4 separate regions of the Sus scrofa genome follow, and regions 1, 2 and 4 are each linked to region 3. Evidence: chromatin contacts called from public Hi-C data. All regions are on one chromosome and are shown on one strand. Each heading gives the region's core, a stretch centred on a gene start, on an enhancer-like site or on the middle of the called end of the contact. The rest is flanking DNA. Distances are from core to core; before and after follow the strand shown. Region 1 has its middle 52 kb from the start of COPS8. Region 2 has its middle 23 kb from the start of ACKR3. Region 3 has its middle 200 kb from the start of ACKR3. Region 4 has its middle 70 kb from the start of ACKR3.

Region 1 (2,898 bases), core at 340-2,839, 210 kb before region 3:
GGTCCCTCCCTCCCTGTCAAGTTTTCTCAGAGCCTTTCGAGGTCTCCTTCTCCCCCATCTTTTTTTTTTTTTTCCCTTAGGGCTGCTGCACCCACAGCATATGGAAGTTCCGAGGCTAGGGGTTGAAGTGGAGTGTAGCTGCCAGCCTATGCCACAGGCACAGGCCACATCTGTGACCTACACCACAGCTCACAGCAACACTGGATCCTTAACCCACTGAACAAGGCCAGGGATTGAACCTGCATCTTCATGGATCCTATTCGGCTTCATTACCGCTGAGCCACAGTGGGCACTCCTCATTCTCCCCCATCTTCATCTTCCCTCTTCCCTCTCAGGTAGGAGGCATTACCTTAAACAAGGCAGTTTAGACCTGTGGCCTGGGTCCAATGGAATTAAATCACTTTTTGTGAAAGTCACCATAAAACTTTGGCCATGAGAAGCAAATACAGTTGGTTTTCAAAACAAGCAAGAGTTTGTGTGCAGTTCTGGAGGGTTAGGGGGCCTCGCATTCCAGAGTCACTTCACAAAAGGACTCATTAGACCAGACCCTGCATGCTGAGTCATCTGAACAGGCCTTTGTAAGATCGCTTTCGCTCTGAGTTCTGAAGCAGAAATTGCCTTTTGGTCACGTGGAGAATTACAAAGCAGTCAAAATCGGCGCCTGAGCCATCTCGGCTCCCACCTTCCACCCGGTATTACCAGGGTTCTCGCTGCCAGCCCCTGGCTACCGGAGGGAGGCCTGGGAGCCAGGCGGGTCCCTGCCAGTGTGCAGGGACTCACAGTTTCCTAGGTCCCAGGCCCAGGTAAACAGAACCAGGGATCGAGCTGGAGTGATGATACGGTGTCAGGACTAACGCCCTCGAAGGGAAGGAGGGCTGGCATGCAGATGATGGACCCCTGGACTCTGCAGGAGAGGGAGGACTTCCTCCAGGGTAGGAGGGGCTTGGGGTGGGGAGGTGGGGTGATGGATGTTACTTCCTGAAAGTAGCTTCGAAGAGCAGGAAGAAAAGGTGTGGGCGTGCCTACAGCAGAGTCACTGCTTACCTCACTTATTCCTGAGTTCGTTCAGAGAAACCAGATCTTCAGGGCTGGGTAGTTTGAGGTCCAGGGAGCACTTCAGGGCATCAGAGACTCCAGAAGTTTCCACGCGTGTGCCTGTTTCCAGAGGGAGACTCCACGCTCTCACTGGATTGACAAGCGTGTGTATCTTTGGAGGCATCTGGAACGTTGCATCTGCCGAGGCCCCCTCCCAGGTTTCTGTCTGTGACCCATTTCTGGTTCCTGCTCTCTCTAGACCTGAACCTGAATCCTGCTCAGTTCTCCTGTGTCTCTGGGCGGCAGCATCATGGTCCTGCCTGAGGCCCTTGCATCATAAAGTGGTCAAGGTTGCTGCTTCTGTGCTGAGTCATTTTAGTAATTTCACCTTTCATGTGAGGAGACAGCTCTGTCTTTACTGCACCTGCCATCAACAGTTCTGTGTCTAGGGCCAGTCCGCCAGACCTCCCGTGGGCCTCCACGTCCCCACCTGTGAAGAGCTGAGGACAGAGCAGGCACAGGATGCCGAAAGGACTTAGGAAAGATCAAGTTCACCCCAGCTGAGTGTGCCCTTGTAGTCACTAATACTGACTGCTGGCGACAGCTTTGCTTCAGCCCATCCTAGGTCATGAAGCTGGAAGGGACTTCCTGCATGTCACCCACTGGCCACCAGGTGGATCCAGCTGCCCTGTCTGGTGACTGTGGGTCCTCATTTCTCAGGGCTTCCTGGGTGTCCTCAGAAAGTGGGTGCTGACCCTCACACCATGCACAAAATAAACTCAAAACGGCTTAAAGACTTAAATATAAGACGAGACACCATCAAACTCCTGGAAGAGAACATAGGCAAAACATTCTTTGACATCAAGCTTACAAATGTTTTCTCAGGTCAGTCCCCCGAGGCAACAGAAATAAGAACAAAAATAAATTAATGGGACCTAATCAAACTGACAAGCTTTTGCACAGCAAAAGAAACCAAAAAGACAACTTACAGAATGGGAGAAAATAGTTTCAAATGATGCAACTGACAAGGCCTTAATCTCTAGAATATACAAACAACTTATACAACTCAGCAGCAAAAAAGCCAAAATGGGCCAAAGACCTGAATAGACATTTCTCCAAGGAAGATGTACAGATGGCCAACAAACACATGAAAAAATGCTCAACATCACTGATTAGTAGAGAAATGCAAATCAAAACTACCTTGAGATACCACCTCACACCAGTCAGAATGGCCATCATTAATAAGCCCATAAATAACAAGCACTGGAGGGGTTGTGGAGAAAAGGGAACCCTCCTGTACTGCTGGTGGGAATGTAAACTGGTACAGCCACTACGGAGAACAGAATGGAGGTACCTTAGAAAACTATGCATAGAACTTCCATATGACCCAGCAATCCCACTCTTGGGCATCTGTCCAGACAAAACTCTACTTAAAAAAGACACATGCATCCACATGTTCATTGCAGCACTAGTCACAATAGCCAAGACATGGAAACAACCCAAATGTCTATCGACAGATGATTGGATTAGGAAGATGTGGTGTATATATACACAATGGAATACTACTCAGCCATAAAAAAGAACAAAATAATGCCATTTGCAGCAACATGGATGGAACTAGAGACTCTCATACAGAGTAAAGTAAGTCAGAAAGAGAAAACAAATACTATATGATAGCACTTATATCTGGAATCTAATATATGGTACAAATGAACCTTTCCACAGAAAAGAAAATCATGGACTTGGAGAAGAGACCTGTGGTTGCCAAGGGGACGGGGGGAGTAGGATGGACTGGGAGATTGGGGTTAATAGATACAGACTGGAATTCCTGTCATGGCGCAGCAGAAATGAATCCGACTAGGA
Region 2 (2,889 bases), core at 383-2,882, 180 kb after region 3:
AAGCCCACCCAGCCAGGTGCTATTGCTCCTGTTCTACTGTAATCATCCACTAGGTGAGACTCAGTTCCATGAGAGTAGGACAGCCCTGTTTTTGCAGATCCTTTGTCTCATGCAGGATGGTTTCAGCGTGAGATTTGAGGTGGCCAAGCCCACTGGCCCCACACACTTCCTCTGGCTGATCACTTTCACCTTAGGGGACGTGGGTAGAGGTCTAATTTCCTCTGCCCACCCCACCCCCGCCATTACTAGAGGTACACATGGATTGGCCCTAATCCGTGACCTCAGGCTCCTTCTGAAGTGGTTCTAAAGGGGTCCATGCACTTCTCGGATGTCTCCTCCAACTTGATCTTTCTAGCTGATGGGAACGCATTTCCCAGGGTGGGTAGAGATGCCCTGGAAGCCCTTGCCTGGCTATTGTGCGAGCCGGGGATGCGTAAACATTTCTGGAGGAGACGGTCTTCTCCCCCTGCTTCCCAAAGGGAGAGTGACTGACTTAGCGGTTCAGTCTCAGCACCGTCTCCTAATTTTGGTGCAATCTCACAATCCCAGTGCAAGCCACTCAGGTCAAGTTACTTTCCCAGCAGCCAAGGGCTTTCTCTCTGGCCCTTGAAAGACATGATGTGCTCCATCTGAGTCTCTCCTGAGACAGTGTTTTGCAAGATGTTCACTCTCAGATTGGGTCTTAGACAGCCTCACACCACCCCTGACCTCTCCTCTCTGCCTCGGGGATGCTGAGACTTAAAATGAGACAAAGAAAAATTGGATGGGCTCTGAAGCCACTAAAATGCTTCTCTGGTCGTATAACCTGCTGGTCATCAGAAGGACCTGGGAGGTGTTAAGAAGTGTGGAGGGTGGGGTCCACCCTGGAATTCCTAAACCAAAGCACCCATGGGTGGACCCCAGGAGTTGTTTTTGTTTCAGATCTTCCCAGGGAGTCTCCTTGTTGCAGGGCTAGAAACCCTGCTGCGTTGCATGTGAGACCTGCAGGTGAAACCAGCTCCAGGGCCCAAGCTTTGGATATGCCAGGATGCAGGTGCCCTTCCCACCTTGCAAGGTGGCTCTTCCCAAGCCTGTGTGACTACAGAACCCCCTTTTCTCAGGGAGCATAGGGGCTCTGGCTGGGCTGGGCACCCCTGGAGAGAGGCTGCTGGGACACTGAGTGCTAGCCTTCCCTTCACACCCCCACGCTCATGCTAGATCCTGTGTCGGCAGAGCCAGCCAACGCTGCCTGCCCCTTAACTGGGCTGCAATCCGCTTCCCCAAGGACAAGCCTTCAAACCTCAACCAAGACACTTGCCCTGGTTGTGTCTCTTTCTTCTCGGCAAAACAAGTGCTGGCCTGAACCCCAGAGCCTGGCCTCTGAGAGGCAGAGTCTGTAATCTGCCAGCCAAGAGCCTGGGGCCTTGGGGTTTGGTCCCAAAAAGGGCGATGACGAGGCTGACCTCCTCATGATTTGTTTCACCCAACAGGGACTCAAACCGGGAAGATAAATGGGCAGTGTCCCCACCATAACTGAGCCTGAGCAGCCCAGAAATGACAGATTGATTAAGTCACCCTCCAGGCAGGCTACCAGTGACCACACCTAATTACTCACTGACCACTGTGGCCTGACCGATGGAATTCCACACCCGTGAGTCACCCACCCTCCTTAGCCTCTGGGCTGTGTTTCCTTCTCCAGCCTGCTTGCCAGTGGCCGCCCTACAGAACTGGTACCTTCTGTGAATACCATGTCCTCCGGTCACCATCGGGCAGGAGGTTAACCCCGGAGCGCTAGAGAGGAGCTATTTTGGTCTCAGGAGTCTCCCTGGGCAGCATCAGACATACGGCAGAGTTCCACCCATGCAAGTGACAAGTATTGGCATTTACTAAAATGCAGAAAAGAAAACTATCAAGTGCAAGGGCGTGGGAGTGATGGGTGGGAATCGAATGTCCTTGGTGGGAGACTTTGTCAAGTTCAAGGAAAGGACTCCTTGGTTCACAGTCCGGCCAGGAACAAGGAGCCCCTGGCCTTGGGTTGAGTAGAGAAAAGGTGGTACATGGGTCTTGGTAAATGTCACCAAAGGTGCTGAAGAGCCATTAGAGGAACTGGAGGCCGCCCGGAGATTGGCATGGTGGTCTGAGGAGGGGGACGGGGTGGAGGTGGGTTCCTCGAGCCAAGGCCAAGGCTCCCTGGGAGGAGGGGCTGTGACCGGGCACCTCCAGGGGAATCAGGATCGCAGAGATGATGTAGCCGAGGTTGGAGACACTGACCAGAGCAGAGTGAGGGAGGAAGGGACAGCCTGTCCTCCCCTCCGCCCACCCTCCCTCTGGGCCCATTCCCTGGCCCAGGAGGTCCAGAAGCTGGGGAGCAGGGGTCCCTGGAGGTGCAGGACATTTGGAAGAAGGACTCTGACATTTGTGTGAAGTGTGAGCTGGATGGACAGAGATCAAGTAAGGGACCAGGCGACAGACGGAACCCAGAAAATGTTTGAATTGAGGTGACGGCCCTGATGGGGGTGGCTACAGATGGTGAGGGAAGACAAACCCCAAAGACAGCTTGAACTTGAACTTCCCGTGTGACACTGCAGGTGGACTGCGGTGACTCAGCCCAGAGCACCCCGTCTCAGTCAGGGTCCAATCAGAAGAAATGTGAGCAGGGAAGGTTTTGCATTTCAGAATCATACATTATAACAAGGAATATCTGGCACGTGTTCCCCAAACCTTACTACGAGGACAAGTAAAAAGAAATAGAAATACCCACGTGCCTATGGTATACACATGTGTATCAAAACGCATTCACTCTTATTACTCACTCATCATTTACTTTCCGTTTCCCAAACTGTAAAGAAATCAGAGGGCCTGCAGAGGGAGAGATCAGTAACAAACAAGCCTATTTTTTCCATAAATTCC
Region 3 (2,700 bases), core at 101-2,600:
ACCCAGGGGCCCCATTACCCACAAAGGCCCAAAACGGTCCAGGCAGCATCAGAGAAGAACAGACAACAGGCAGCAGGGGCACTGGAGACATCTGACTAAACTGGTTTCCAAATGGCTCAAGGATACTTGGCATTAGTCCCAGAGGTGATGTGTTTGCCTACTCGGGGCTGCCTGTTCTTTGAGAGGGAGACCCTGGCACCTTCTTCCTTCCCATCCACCCAAGACCTGAGGCTCTAGCTGATCAAACTCTGCTAACAAACACTGAATTAAAATGTTAGCTGCTATGTCCATTTCTCACTGTAGGTGACAGAAAAAGGGCCACAGGCTCCAAGAGTGGTGCCCAGAACTCCTTCCAGCCATATTAACTCCGTCTTATGAAGAAACACATTCTATGATCCCCAGGCGAAGAGGTGCACTGCTAACACCCACAAGTGAGAGCTAATCTCCCCCACACTCTCAGCTGGGTCACAGGGAGATTTTTGCCCCTGGTCCTCTGTCATTCCCAGGCGTGTGGTCTGTTTCTTCAGAGCATGGAGTGCCAATAGCTTTTGCCAAGCAGTTGCATTTGTTTTGACACTTAATTACCACATGTTCCTTAAAAAAAAAATCACCATTTTTTCAGTGACTTGTCACCATCAAGAGTTGTGAACGTATTTGTTGAGTGACTATGTCAATGGTTGGGTGAGGTGGACATTCTCTGGAAAATCTGGATCCTGGCGGCCAACCTTCTCCATGGAAATTATGGCTCTGACAGCCCGGATCTCAGAACGACAGGGTCAAAAAAGCTCTGAACGATACCTATGGCCAAATAAGTGTTCATGGACATCAAGTATGTGGCTTAAGGCATGGATTGAAAAACTCCCCAATATTTTTAAAAATTATGTCACTTTCACAATCAATTACATCAGTGACAAGGGAATGTGCACAGTATTTCTGTTTCTGTGGGGAGTTGTTCTTACTGGCAGTGATTTTGACTCCTGACCATTGGCTTTGGAGCACTGCATGACTCTACTCCTTAGCAAATAAAGCGTATTTGTACCCAGAATCCTAAAGCTACATGGATTCCAGGAAACGTTTGCTCTGGAGCTCCTAGAAAATGATGAAATAAATAATGTAACAGACATGGGAAATGAAAAAAAGTTATTGCCCCCAAATCCATAAACAATTGCTCCTGCCTCATGTTTTCTACAGCAGCCCGTGCACTTCACATCTGTTTTTACACAAGAACAAATAAAGGCAATACCACTTAGGGAGCACGAGAAGAGCTTGGCTTTCTTACAGTTCACACACTTGCAGGACATACTCTAACTGATCATTTGGAAAGAGGACAAGTAAGAAACGTGGTTAAGCTATGAAAGCCTTTCTTCATTTCTTCCTTGCAGAGCAAATAGCCCAGCAGTCCAACAATGTAGTCTCCTGTTTTGCTAAGTAGACAAAATCCGTCCTTCTGCTCCGCAGAGATTAACTCCCGGGGTCTAGGTTCAAAGAGCATCATTCCACAGGGTGAAAGTAGCACAAAACCTTGGCCAAGCAGATTGCTCACCCACCGTGGTTCTTACTAATTGATTTTGTTGTTCACCTGAGAACTCTGGTCCCTCACTTCCCAAACCACCCCCTGGATTTGCTAAAATACAGCTGCGGTCATCTCACTGCTTTGCCCACTGCCTTTTTGGTTTTGTTTTCCAGTTTGTTTGAACGCGGACTAGAAGGTGTTCTTTAATCTTCCAGGGGAATCAGATGGAGCAGCACAGTTGCTGTGGGACCGGGAACCTGTCGGGGAGCTCAGCTGCCTTTGGGATTTCTGGTCAGACTTGTTACATATCTGCCGTTGCTGAAGTGCCTTCTCACACCAGCCCTGGGAGGTGAGGGGGCTGCTCGATCTCCTCCATTTCCAGAGGAGCAGGACACTGGCAACCAGATGAAGGGCTTTGGGCCTTTCTCGGAAGGGAGGGAGTACACCTGGACATTTTCAGTTCCGTGATAAAATCAAAGCTGTGTACTGGGATCTCAGGAAGCTGGTGGTGCTTATGATGGAAGAGGCAGGACAGGGAGAGGAGCCAGAGGCAGAGAAGCAAGCAGACGCTCTGCTGGGAAAGAGGCCATAAATTGAGACTGGTGATGGGGGTGGGGGGACAGAGGCAAGGAATTTTCTCGAAATAGTACTGACTTCCCAGAAGTGGCTGCTTCTGAGTGAGTGGATGGGGGCTCTGGAGGGCAGCCCAGGGCTAGCAATGTTCCCAGGGGCAGATGGTGTCCCCCCCCCCCCGAAATGTGAATCAGTGGAAAAGAAGGACATTTCGGTGAAGGAAGGATGTTCGGTTCACTCTCATGTGCTGAGCTGTGCTGTCGGTGGCCACCTAAGCCACCTCGAATCCAGGTGCAGCTTGAGAGCCATCCAGCATGGAGATTCAGATTTGAACAAAGACACACGGTGGATGCTGTGAGAACAGAAAGAGGGTGGAGGGAGAGGGAACCAGGCCAAGACAACACACCCGCCAAGACAGAACCGGGAGCGCCCAGTGTTTTCTGTGGGGACCATTTTCCTACAGTGTGAATAGAAAAATAGTCTCAGAATGCTCACGAAGATGAACCTTGAAATGAGAGCCTCAGTTCTAGATAGAAATTCTGTGTTGATAGAAACATAATACGAACGGGGGAGAACATGCAACTTGCCACAATTTAGTAATAATTAAGGCCAGG
Region 4 (2,888 bases), core at 342-2,841, 130 kb after region 3:
GGAGGAGGAGAAAAAAGCGTCAGGATTCTCTCCATTAAAATCCAAGACGGCTCAACTCATCTTTAAAAGCTACGTGGGGGAGGGATAAATTAGGAGTTTGGGGTTAACAGATAAATAACAAGGACCTACTGTACAGCACAGGGAATCATATTTAATACCTTTTAATAGGCTATAATGGGAAAGAATCTGAAAAAGAATTTATACATAAAATTGAATCCCTTTGCTGTACACCTGCAATGGACATAATATTGGAAAGCAACTCTACTTCAATATAAACAATATTTTTAATCCAAATAGTAAAGAAAGGACTCACAGAATGTATTTCAAGGAGTGAAAATTAAAGGGGTCAGTCCACGCCCATGTGACGGGAACATGCAGTCAAGGAGACACTGTGATCGCATGACCCTGTGCCAGAGCCAGGCCTCTCCGGCAGCCCGGGGTCCTGAGAGGTGGACACAACAACCCAGCAGAGCTGGTGGCACAAGGTGACACCCTCTGGGGCAGCGGGAGGGGCCCACAGCAGGGAGGACCAAGGGGGCTGCCAGCGGGGCTGTGGACTTCAGGCAGGGCAGCTGAGCTGCCCTCCAGCAACAGGTGTCTGTCGGTGCACAGAACCGAGAGCAGGATGTTCCGGGTCGATGACCTGAGACCACCGAGACTGGGTGGAGGACGCCTGCGGGGCAGACACCGAGGTCCTGGGGCGTGTGAGGTGCAGGTTCAGAGGAGACCCTCCCTGCACCCTGCACTGGTGCTGCTGCCCCAAGTCTCAGCTGCTCTTCAGCTGCCCTCAGGCTTCCATTGAGTCCTGCCACTGTGTTTGTTGCTCCTTCCCTAGGCTCTGTGTGTGTGTGTGTGTGTGTGTGTGTGTGTGTGTGTGTGTGTCTTAGTTTCTTGTGCCTGCCTTAACAAATGACCACAAACTGGGTGGCTTTAAACCACAGAAACCCATAGTCTTGGAGGACAGAGCCCTGAATCAAGGCATTCAAATCAAATCAAAGGCCACATACAAGAGCCCTGGCGGGGTGGGGGTGGGGGGATCCTTCCCTGCCTCCTCCGCCCTCTGGTGGCCTCCAGTGTCCCTTGGCTTGCGGCCACATCCCTCCACCCTCTGCCTCCCCCTCTGAGTCTCCCTTCTGTGCTCTCACAAGGACTCTCGTCACTGGAGTTAGGGTCAAAGGGACATCTAAAAGGGTTTCGTCACCTCTGAATCCCTTACTTAATGACACCTATGAAGACCTGTTGTCAACATGTAAATTAGTATTTATTTTAATTATATGAATATTCCAAGGTCCCGGGGATTCTGGGGTGGTGTGGACCTACCTTTTTGGATGCCCCCTGTTCAACCCACCACACCTGCTTGTCACCGTGTTAGGGAAGCCTTTTGCTCCACGTTCTCGGGGAGGCAAAGAGAGGCTATAGGTTTTCTTGGGAGGTGAGTGAGAATGAAAGATGGTGCCTGGAGGGACCCAGTGGGCTGGGCGATGTCATTCAAGAGACCAAGTGGCCGGAAATATGCCTTCCAGGGCCTCGGGAGCCAGCAATGCCCAGAGGGGGACAGGAGCCTCAGGACACAGGACCCCAGGCTCGTATCAAGTCCTCTCCAAATGACCTTGCTTGACCTGGGCTCCCCAAAGAAGGGCCCAGAGAGACACTGTTGGGTGTTTGCTTGAGAAGCTGGGCAGGGGAACAACTGGCTACTTAATTAATGTGATCTGAGGGTGTTGACTGTTTGGGCTGCAGAATTTTACTCGCATGGAACCATGGAAGAAACAGGTCTAAAATCCAGAAGAAATTCTTAGGAAACGCAGCCTGTGACACTTCCAAGGCTGTTTACGCTCATGTTTTGAACAGAATCAGCTTTGTGTTTAACACACAAAAAAGCACGTTGCTAGGTCGGGTTTTCGGCTTTTTCTCGGAAAGGGCACAATTTGCGCAAACCCGGAGGCTGATTGTGAAATCCGAGTGGCTGGAGCTGTCAGGGCTCAGCCCGCCCTTCCTCCGTCTGAAAACAGACGTCTTTGAAATCAAACCCATTTGTCATTCCACCGGCTATTTTTCCTTCCCTGCTCCACTCAGGTTCGAATGACCCTTTGGAAGGCCCGGGGCTGGCCAGCGAGCATGAAAACATTCCTTCCCTGGGGTGGAGGAGCAGCCACATCTGGAAGGACCAGATGGAAGTGGAAAGAACAGAAGCTCCGCGGTGACTCAGCCTCACTCAGGAAGAATGCGCGTGACCCACGCTTTGGGTTTGGGTCCATTTCTGCAGCCTTGTTTTTCTGAACCTCAGCAAGGTTTGGGAAGCCCCTTAACCACCCCCTCCTCTGGGAAGAGCTCTGAGGGACGTCACTCTGGCCCAGCGATTCTCCAAACGACGCAGGCGTCAGACGGCTCCGTGATATTTCTACAAAGTACGTGGGTTCGGGTCACACCCAGACCTGCGGAAGGAGAGCCTCCAGGAGTGGGCACGGCCGTCTGTGTGCCTGGTTTTGATTTTCAGTGTTTTGATGTCCCACAAGTGAATCCGAGGTTTGTCACTTGCCCTGAGTACAGGGGAAATGGATGGATTGCAGCCACGGGACCCAGGCCAGGGAAATGACCTCTCTGCCTCCCTAAGTCAGACGTGAATGGCCACACGCATGAAAACGGCAGCAGTTGAGACCCCTCCTCCTAGTCACCTGTCGCCCCCACACACGAGTGGGGATGAGCCTCCAGCGGGGGGAAGCCCAGCCCTGAGCAGCACGTCATCCGCAAGGCACTCACTGTGCTGTGATTGTACAAAAGAACAGAAACTGAAATTCAACCGTGGCCTTCGCTTTGCCATCCTCACGCTCAGGTCCTCAATCACACGTGTCGTTTCCATTTTTGCCCCGGGCTGCACTTAATCTTCC

The links. Hi-C and Micro-C count contacts between places; a contact is called where the count stands out from the background.
Region 1: a contact with region 3 is called in a Hi-C map of retroperitoneal adipose tissue, with 4 times the contacts expected there. The contact joins two enhancer-like sites. A contact is called at or near these places in 2 of 47 Hi-C or Micro-C datasets (embryonic fibroblasts and retroperitoneal adipose tissue).
Region 2: a contact with region 3 is called in a Hi-C map of retroperitoneal adipose tissue, with 1.5 times the contacts expected there. The contact joins two enhancer-like sites. A contact is called at or near these places in 2 of 47 Hi-C or Micro-C datasets (retroperitoneal adipose tissue and skeletal muscle) and 1 of 2 datasets of contacts at active chromatin or transcription factors (skeletal muscle).
Region 4: a contact with region 3 is called in a Hi-C map of retroperitoneal adipose tissue, with 1.8 times the contacts expected there. The contact joins two enhancer-like sites. A contact is called at or near these places in 2 of 47 Hi-C or Micro-C datasets (liver and retroperitoneal adipose tissue) and 1 of 2 datasets of contacts at active chromatin or transcription factors (skeletal muscle).

The regions. Positions count from the first base shown.
Region 1 is chr15:136,774,297-136,777,194 of Sscrofa11.1, reverse strand. No RefSeq gene overlaps it. Among named protein-coding and RNA genes, the nearest start is that of COPS8, 52 kb to the left of the region's middle. Within about 2 kb of position 1,589, at least 4 of the 83 cell types and tissues checked have an H3K27ac peak or open chromatin away from gene starts, as enhancers often do. A contact at or near this core is called in retroperitoneal adipose tissue, where this site is marked.
Region 2 is chr15:136,391,709-136,394,597 of Sscrofa11.1, reverse strand. No RefSeq gene overlaps it. Among named protein-coding and RNA genes, the nearest start is that of ACKR3, 23 kb to the right of the region's middle. Within about 2 kb of position 1,632, at least 27 of the 83 cell types and tissues checked have an H3K27ac peak or open chromatin away from gene starts, as enhancers often do. A contact at or near this core is called in retroperitoneal adipose tissue, where this site is marked.
Region 3 is chr15:136,567,546-136,570,245 of Sscrofa11.1, reverse strand. No RefSeq gene overlaps it. Among named protein-coding and RNA genes, the nearest start is that of ACKR3, 200 kb to the right of the region's middle. Within about 2 kb of position 1,350, at least 13 of the 83 cell types and tissues checked have an H3K27ac peak or open chromatin away from gene starts, as enhancers often do. A contact at or near this core is called in retroperitoneal adipose tissue, where this site is marked.
Region 4 is chr15:136,438,769-136,441,656 of Sscrofa11.1, reverse strand. No RefSeq gene overlaps it. Among named protein-coding and RNA genes, the nearest start is that of ACKR3, 70 kb to the right of the region's middle. Within about 2 kb of position 1,591, at least 19 of the 83 cell types and tissues checked have an H3K27ac peak or open chromatin away from gene starts, as enhancers often do. A contact at or near this core is called in retroperitoneal adipose tissue, where this site is marked.